Regions from separate parts of the Mus musculus genome. Here region 2 is linked to region 1. Evidence: chromatin contacts called from public Hi-C data. All regions are on one chromosome and are shown on one strand. The core of a region is the stretch at or near the end of the contact, and the rest is flanking DNA. Distances in the headings are between cores, read along the strand shown. Region 1 overlaps Adra1a (adrenergic receptor, alpha 1a). Region 2 overlaps Dpysl2 (dihydropyrimidinase-like 2).

The links. A called contact is a pair of places that touch in the nucleus more often than the background predicts.
Region 2: a contact with region 1 is called in a Hi-C map of cerebral cortex, with 1.7 times the contacts expected there. The contact joins two enhancer-like sites. A contact is called at or near these places in 2 of 484 Hi-C or Micro-C datasets (cerebral cortex and uterus).

Annotation. Positions count from the first base shown.
Region 1 is chr14:66,649,453-66,653,863 of GRCm38.p6, forward strand. All of the region lies in intron 2 of Adra1a (adrenergic receptor, alpha 1a), which reads left to right. Among named protein-coding and RNA genes, the nearest start is that of Adra1a, 16 kb to the left of the region's middle. Within about 2 kb of position 2,714, at least 38 of the 459 cell types and tissues checked have an H3K27ac peak or open chromatin away from gene starts, as enhancers often do. A contact at or near this core is called in cerebral cortex, where this site is marked.
Region 2 is chr14:66,872,067-66,876,393 of GRCm38.p6, forward strand. All of the region lies in intron 1 of Dpysl2 (dihydropyrimidinase-like 2), which reads right to left. Among named protein-coding and RNA genes, the nearest start is that of Gm5464, 5.4 kb to the left of the region's middle. Within about 2 kb of position 1,460, at least 55 of the 459 cell types and tissues checked have an H3K27ac peak or open chromatin away from gene starts, as enhancers often do. A contact at or near this core is called in cerebral cortex, where this site is marked.

The DNA.
Region 1 (4,411 bases), core at 1,464-3,963:
GTGGTGGTTAATTTGAAAATAATTGGTATTTTATTGCCTAGTTTCTTAAAATTAATTCTAATTTACTCCGTTCTAATAGAAAAATGTAAACTCAGTAATTTTTAGCTATGGAAATAATTGCGGCTTTTAGAATTAATACATGATCAACAATTCACAGGCTCCATAGATTGCATGTTTAGTAGATTTATGTTGATGATTCATTTCTCTCATTTTTACCCTTAGCCATTATCTAGCTTGTCAAATGCTCCAAGGGCTGGTGAACTCCCACTGCTCCTGAGTTGCTTGTGGATACTTCTATGTATCGAGAGAGAAAGCTGTGGTTGTCAGCCTGGGGCTGCTATCACAGAGCAACACAGATTAGCGGCTTCAATAGCATCATTTCCTCCTCATAGCTCTGAGGCTGATGACGCCTTGTCAGGGGGGGAGATGTGATCAGTTTCCAGACTCAGTCACCTTCTCTGCATCTTCACATGGCAAAAGGAAACATAGACCCCCTTCTACTCACAAGGACACCATTGTCCCTCATGAGTCTCCACCCTCATGACTTCTTTGAAATCTAACTACTTCCCACCTGCTCAGACCCCTCCACAATGAAGACTGGAGCTTCAACATACCAGTGGGGAACAAGTGTTCTTCCGTGCCACTGGTGTGTGGATGGCACTTAAGGAATTAGTTCAATTCTTGGACTTCAGGATAGAAGCTACAACACTGGTGGAAATCGGGGAAACTGAGGCCCGACTGGGCATCGGTGGCTTCTTGCTGGCCCTGTGTGGCTGCCTTCTGAGAGACCAAAGGCCATCATTCCCCAGCCCAAGCCTGAGGCTCTCACCCACAGGACACTGCCCATCTTCTGGACTCTGCCTGTTTATCCAAGGGACAAGGGGGATGCGTTAGGCTGGTGGCTTTCAAACCAAGTTTCAGAATTCTATGCAAACTACATCCAAGATATAAACTGGATGTCAGGGGTGTCTTGCTGGTAAAAGCCGACTGGAAACCCTGAGTCCTGAGCCCTAAAGCAACACCTGCCCCACCCCCTTCCTGCTGGCAGTCCTGAAGATCAGAACGCAGGTTGCTCTTTGCCAGGGGTGTCAAATTCCAGACTCAGTACATGGCGCTGAGAGGACTGTTACAAGGAGAGTTGCCTGCCTTCTCCAGAGGGAAGGAGGCGAAGCTGACCTGGGCTCATGGGCTGTCGTTATTCTGGAATGCCCGCAGAGCAGTAGCCTTTGCCCAAAAAGGGTTTGAGAAGGGAACAGTTTGCATGCTCCTGCTTTTTTTTTTTTTTAAACGTGCTATTCACATTTAGCTTATTGCCAGGCATCTAGTTGCAAGTTAGAAAGCTGCTGTTCACAAACTGACCGTGTAGACACACCCCTCATTATGAGAAATGATTTAGCCGTACCCTGTAGTCTACAATGGCGTTGGCTTGTCTTTTCTCGTGATCTCACTAACACTGGCCGATTACTAATAGGCAATCTTAGAAAGAGAAAAAAAAGAACAACAACAACACTGAGCCCTGTTTCATGCATCCCAGGCTGGCTTCAACCTCCTTATGGAGTGAAGGACAACAACCTTGAACTACTGATCCTCCTGTTTCCATCTCCTAAATGCTAAGATGATGGACATGTGCCACCATAGCCTACTGGGCTTCCCACATCTTAAATAATTATTATTTTTTAATCCCCAGATTCCTGAAGGTTCTCAAAAAGTCTTTCCATTGTGTGTGTGTGTGTGTGTGTGTGTGTGTGTGTGTGTGTATGTGTATGTGTGTGTGTGTGTGTGTGTGTGTATGTTTGTGTGTGTGTATGTTTGTGTGTGTGTATGTTTGTGTGTCTGTGTGTGTGTGTATGTGTGTATGTATGTGTGTGTATATCTGTGTGTGTGTATGTGTGTGTGTATGTGTGTATGTGTATGTGTGTGTATGTGTATGTGTGTATGTGTGTATGTGTGTGTGTATGTGTGTGTATGTGTGTATGTGTGTGTGTATGTGTGCATGTGTGTATGTGTGTGTGTATGTGTGTATGTGTGTGTGTGTATGTATGTGTGTGTGTATGTATGTGTGTGTATGTGTGTGTATATGTGTGTATGTGTGTGTGTGTTTTTAATTGTGACCATTCACATGACATACGATTTGCTGTTTTAACCACTTGAAAGTGTCAGTTCAGCAGCTCTTGAGAAAAGGCTGACAGTGCTATGCAGCCGCCACCACTAACGAGCTCTTCTCCATCTCCGCCACATGAAACTGTATCCATTAGCAATGATTCCTCTCTTGCTCCTGGCAGCCATCCATCCTCCTTCATCGGTATGATTGCCCTGTCCTTAGGACTGCGTCCATAAGGAATCACACAATGTGTGGCCTTCCATATGTCCTCCCATAACCTGCTCTTCTAAAAGTCACCCATGCTGTGATACTTGTCCTTCATGACAGGCTAACATTTCATTTTGTGTGTGTGGATATACAGTATCTGGCTGAGCTGCCCATCCACTGCTGGGCAGTCAAATGCTTTCTACCCTCGAGCCAGTTTTGAGTATTTGCCAAGATGAATATTCATGTACCAGCCTTTGAATGTCTGCCGCAGTCCATTTGGATCCATAATCAGAAGTGGAATTGCTGAATCATCTGAGACTTCTATGTTTAGTTTGCAGAGGGTCTGCCAAACAGTTTCCCACAGCAGCTGCCCCAGTTTCTGCGGCCACCCGACGCGACGCACAAGGCCCCACTCTTCCTAACACAGCCACCACTTCTTCTCTTGACTGATGGTTACAGCCGTGGACACTGTGTGCAGTGGTACTCAGATGCGCTGCATTTCCTCATGATTCATGATGTCCCAGGCTTCCTCTACGCTCATGGTGCCTTTGTCTATCAGCTCTGGAGTCGTGTCTACCTGCTTGAGTCACTTGCCCACTTTAAGTTGGGTTGTTTGCCGCTCCTTGCTGAGGTTTCAGAGTTATTTGTGCCCGAGACTAGATCTTTATCAGTTTTGTGAATTCACAGATGTTTTTATTCTAAGGTTGCTCTTTCCCTCCTTCATCCCTTTGCCTTCTTGTTGCTATTCCTTCTTCCTCTTTTTGTAGTTTCTATATTTAACCTCTTTCAATCTCAGATTCACCATGGTTCGTCCTCAGCAGACGTACCGCTGAAATGTCAGGCACAGTATCACAAGGTACCATTGTCTTCATAATGTCCTTTGATGCACATCTATCTTTAATTTTTTTTCCCCTATTTTTATGTGACAGGGTTTCTCTGTGTAGCCCTGACTGTCCTGGTACTCACTCTGTAGACCAGACTGGCCTTGAACTCAGAGACTTGTCTGCCTCTGTCTCCTGAGTGCTGCCTCCTGAGTGCAGGGTGCACCACCACCCTGTCTTTAACTTTATACAGTGCAGTTTATCTGTCTCTTCTTTGGTTGTTTGTGTTGGCTTGCCCTGTATAGAAACCACTGCCTAATCTAAGATTCGGAAGATTTATTTCTATGTTCACATCTAAGAATTTCATGGCCTCAGTTCTTACAGTCAGTTTGTTGATAGGCTGTAAATTAATTTTTGTACTTGAGGTGAGGTGAGGTTCCACCTCACTCTTCAGTGTGGAGAAATCCAGTTATTACAATACCATCATTGAAATGACTGCTCTCCCATGCCCTGCCCTCCACCCTGCTCTCCCATCCCCTGCCCCTCACCCTGCTCTCCCATCCCCTGCCCCCCCACATGAATGGTGTAGCACATGAACACAATGTTAATATGTAGACAGAGTCCTAAAGGTGACTTCATCTGTGTTGTCCATTGCTCTCCACAGTTATGCTCATATTCTCACTAAACTCACAGCTCAATGCTTTGCTTAGGTCAGCTGGAGACCAGCCTCAGGGCTGCGTCTTCCTCTGCCTGGCTAGCGCCATGTGCTGGCTTGAGGCCCTACTCTCAGCTGTCTTTCCCTTGTTGTTACTGTCAGTGCCTGAGATCAGAACTCAGGTCCTCCTGCATGTTTATCAGGCCCTGTACTGCCTCAGCTGTCTCCTATGTGGAATCCATTGCATAGTCCATAGATATGTTATCTCTACACTAACAACGCGCTGTTTGGACTATGGTAGCTTTGTGGGATGTTTTGAAATTGCTACCTACTATTTTTTTCCATCTCTGGATGCTAAATGGACACTTTCAAGATAATTATCTCTTATAGAAAATTGTGTAATGTAGTATGGAAACCTATTCTCTTTGGAATGTCCAATTTCAAAACCTACCAAGACAGAAAGTTCAACATTATTCATAAGTTGTAGTGCTGATAAATTATTTTTGAATGTTCCAAGAGATGAAGATGCTGACTTTCCTGATATGATTACTCCGTGTCTATACATAGTAAGTTATCAAGAGGCACCTCATATATAAACATAATTAAAATAACAATAGGAGCCATAAC
Region 2 (4,327 bases), core at 210-2,709, 220 kb after region 1:
CTTGTGAGAAGAGGGGACAAGGAACAAAGCTGCCTACAGTTTATGTTGTTTCTCCTAACTGCTAGGAGCCTCATTAATCTTGAAATGAACCTCAGAATCATACAAGGAGCCCCTAGGAAAATATCCCCATGACTATATTTTCTAAAGTTATATTTTGAGTAGATTGGACAGAGAAAGGCTCTAACTCAGGGCCTTGTGCTTGCTGGGCAAGCATCTCTTGTGTAGGCACGCCCTCATCCTCTGAAGTTGTTCCTTCCTCTCCATCATTCTTCATCCTTCCTCCCTAATCCATACCTTTGTCCTATGTGCCTCCTATACTGTGTGGTGCAACTCAGCCCCGAGCCTGGCGGGAGGGTAGATCTCTTTTCTTTCTTTCTTTCTTTCTTTCTTTCTTTCTTTCTTTCTTTCTTTCTTTCTTTCTTTCTTTGTACTCACAGTGCTAAGAACTTGTGACAGAGTCTTGCTGACAGCTCACCCTTGTAAAGAGTGCAGCAGGAGAGCTTTATGTTTTGAAAAGATGGCTTGTGGAGATGAATGGAGTAGAGATAACACCCACCCTGGCTTTATAAGGTGCTTATGCCAGGAAGTGGGGTGGTGAGCTGAAGGCTGTCAATCTGATGCTCCAGGGTGACTAGCTAGCTGCTCTCAGTTCCTCAGTAGTTTGCCCAATACAGTATCTGTCCAGACCCAGCCCTCCAAGGTTCTTAGTTTCATTTTCCTTCCATGTGGAAAGCTGAAGTGACCATTTCTGCTTCTGAGGCGCTGCGGAAGCCCAACATTGAGAATATCACAGGGAAGGGACACTCGGAAACAAAATGCTGACGGGAAGATCGGAATCTAGATGTGGCCAAGAAGAAAACCGCAACACCCCCCTGAGCCATTGCGGCCAGTTACCCAGAGCTGCAGCCTCCGTCCGATGTGGTCTGCAGAGGTTAGGATGACACAGCGGCCAAGAGAAGGAGCAGGGATCCTGGGTTGCCAAAACCAAAAGGCTCTGACCAGGGTGCTGGGCTGCAGATGGGTGCAGGCAAGGATGACTGCTTTTCTGACTATGAAACCCCAAAGGGCCCAGATTGCCAAAGGACAGCTAAGCAGACATACATGAGACCAGACCAGCTACCACCTTCCATGGGTGCATCTTTTGGGTGTGGCTCAGTGAGGATCATCAGAACAGTCATAGACTACTTTTACCAGAACTGGGCCATATGAACTACCCGCCCCCTTTGGGCTCTGAAAGGGTCCTGAAGATCCCCTGACTACATGAGGCCAAGACGGGTATTGGGACACAAAGGAAATCAGGGTATTCCACAGAAGCAAACAGAATCGAGCTTTCTCTTCCAGCCTCCAGTTGGCACAGACACCACCCAAAGGATCTCAGGATTACACACACTGCACCCTGGTATGTGTGAATACAGAATGTCCTTGAGGTCTCTGTCCCTGATGGAGACACCCAGACCTAGCTGGCCTTCCTGTCTCAGGTCTTCCCCCTGGTGGCCAATGAAGAGTATGCACATAGTTCACTCCTTTATCCTGGAGCATTGGGGTTTCACACTGGGAGAGGGCTTTTAAGTCCCAGTGATATGAGCCAGTCTGCCCACCAATTATCTGACCCTGCCTCCACCCTCAGGGCCTGAATCTTCCACAGCTGAGTTCAGCAAGATTATTTTCCTCTGTGCACTGAGCCACAGGACCAAACCTTCTATTTCTGAAAGTGGAAACCAAGAAACTGAGCTAGCAGGAAGCTTTCACCCCTACTGAGAACTTCCTCTCCTCTCCAAAGTGCAGTGTGGCCTGCTCTTTCATTCTACAAAAGAGGGCTAAACATCACTGCTAGCTTTCCGCTTCTCTGGCTTTCAATATCAATCCAATCGGATGCAATGTCACTGTGCAGCTAATAAGGTAGGAACCAGCATCTATGGAGAACAGACTGACACCGTCAGTCATGGTGCTGAGACCTTGAACACATAATCCATGTGCAGGTCTGGCTCAGTGGGAGAGTTGGCTCCCAAAATGCAACGTCCTGAATTTGACCCCCAACAAAGTTCAAATTCAATACCAAAAAAAAAAAAAAAAAAAACAATACAAATCTTTCATCTTTCCCCAAGCCCTACCAGGGCTTCCCATCCTATCATATAGATGGAGAAAGTGAAGCCCAAAGAGGCCTCAAATAAAGCACAGCTTCTTGCTGGAGCAAGAGAAATATTCAAATCCAAGAACCCCTTAGTTCAGCAAGCCTGTTGTCTTCATGATAAAGCACTTGATTTGGAGAACTCAGGCTCTGCCTTGTATGGGAGCAAGGTTTGGCTGATCTACCTGACATCTCTGTCTTCACTGATTTCTATCCTTGACCCCCCACTCCAAAACACTTTCCCTTATCCCCCAAATCCATCCCTTTCTTGTCTTATTTCTCCCTGCCCCCAACTAAAACCAGTTTCTCCGGGCAGCCTTGGACTTCCGGTCATGAGAACCAGCACAGATGGATACCAACGTTTAAATGAAACAGTGCTTAGTGTTTCTCCCCACTGGAAGGATAACGTTCACCTCATAGGCCTGTGGAGGTCTAGATGCACAGTGAGTATATCTATCAATACATTCAGGGCACAATGGACAAAAACAGATGGCGAAATCCCCCACTGGCCCAACATTCTTAAATCTTCACTATTCATCAGAATTACAGAATTACCAGAGTCTGGCCTACGTTTGCATGCAAGACAGCAGAGCCACTGCAGGAGTTGTTGCCTCTGACCTTCAGTCTTAGCAAACTGGCCCCACAGCAACACTTCATAAAGCAACCCTGACAGAGTGTGTCCATGTCTGAGAGCAAACCTCTCCTGGAGTGAGAGTCTGTCTCCCACTCCCTTTCTAATCAGGGAGCGACACTTTGCCAACAGAGATCTTGCAGCAAGGGAGACATGCTGCACCTGCTGTGCCCCCAACCAAGTCACCTCTCACCCCATGTGGCTGGGGAGCCCTATGACATGGCTAGAGTGATTGAGTTTTTTTTTTTTTTTAGGTTTATTTCACCCAAATTAAACTGATTTTCATGTAAGTACCCACCTGAAGCATGTACCAATCACTCCTATGCTAAAGTCATAAAACCTGAGGTCTGCTTGTTATAGCAGCAAAATTCTGGCTACACTGACTGCTATCACTGTGACGGTTTGTTATGCTCCTCCCAGGGAGTGGCACTATTAGAAGGTGTAGCCCTGCTCGAGTGGCTGTGTCACTGTGAACGTGGGCTTTAAGACCCTCATCCTAGCTGCCTAGAAGCCAGTATTCCACTAGCAGCCTTCAGGTGAATATGTAGAACTCTCAGCTCTGCCTGCACCATGCCTGCTTGGATGCTGCCATGTTCCTGCCTTGATGATAATGGACTGAAGCTCTGAACCTGTAAGCCAGTCCTAATGAAATGTAAGAGTTACCTTGGTCATGGTGTCTGTTCAGAGCAGTAAAACCCTAACTAAGGCAATCACAATGTCGAGATCTTTAAATCCATATGAAATCCGTACATACACATTCTGTCTCCTCCCCTTCTTCCTGAAGGCCTTCTCCTTCCAGCCCCTCCTGCCTTCATTCTCATGGCCTCAGTGACTTGGACTGACCATTCTCAAAGCTGTCTGAGCCCTTGTTTCCTCACTCTGTCACCAAGAGTGAAAGAATCCCTTCTTCTTTCCCAGGTGAACTTCATGGTCCAACGTTTGCACAGCACCCTTCTGTTCCTCGGCCTGATAGATGTCCTTGATTCTGTCACCCTGCCCCCATCTCTCAAGAGCTAACAGAACTTGACCATCTTTGTGGCTCATGCTGAGGCTTGGCCTTGGGGAATTCACTACCTAACAAGGCCAGTGCTCAGCAAGAAAGTAATATGGCCTGGAGAGTACCAAGTTCCTGGGATGGAATCACATGTACCTACTCTTTCTCCCTTGCCCCCATTTGGCCTTTTAGAGACGGGATTTCACCATTAGAGCTCAGCTTGCCTTGAACTCTTGGTCCTTCTGCCTTGGCCACTCGAGTGCTGGGATTACAGATGAGTATCACTCCAGAGCAGAGTTCTCGTCTCCCCTCCAATCAGGTAGGAAGAGGTTGTTCAACTGAGGATTATTCCAGAATTTGTATTTGCTCCCATTCCTTCTCCCTTCTAGATCGCAGCCTCTTCCTCGCTACTTTTTATTTCCTTGAACTTGGGGACATGCTCCAGCCCTCTCACCAGCCTGGGCTCTGCGTCCTCAGCAGTGATTGCCCTGTCGTTGCCCTTTGTTCTTGGCCCTACTCTAGCAAGGTGGAGTCTATTCCTATTAGCTTCTCAAGCCATGTCAACTGGCTTCTT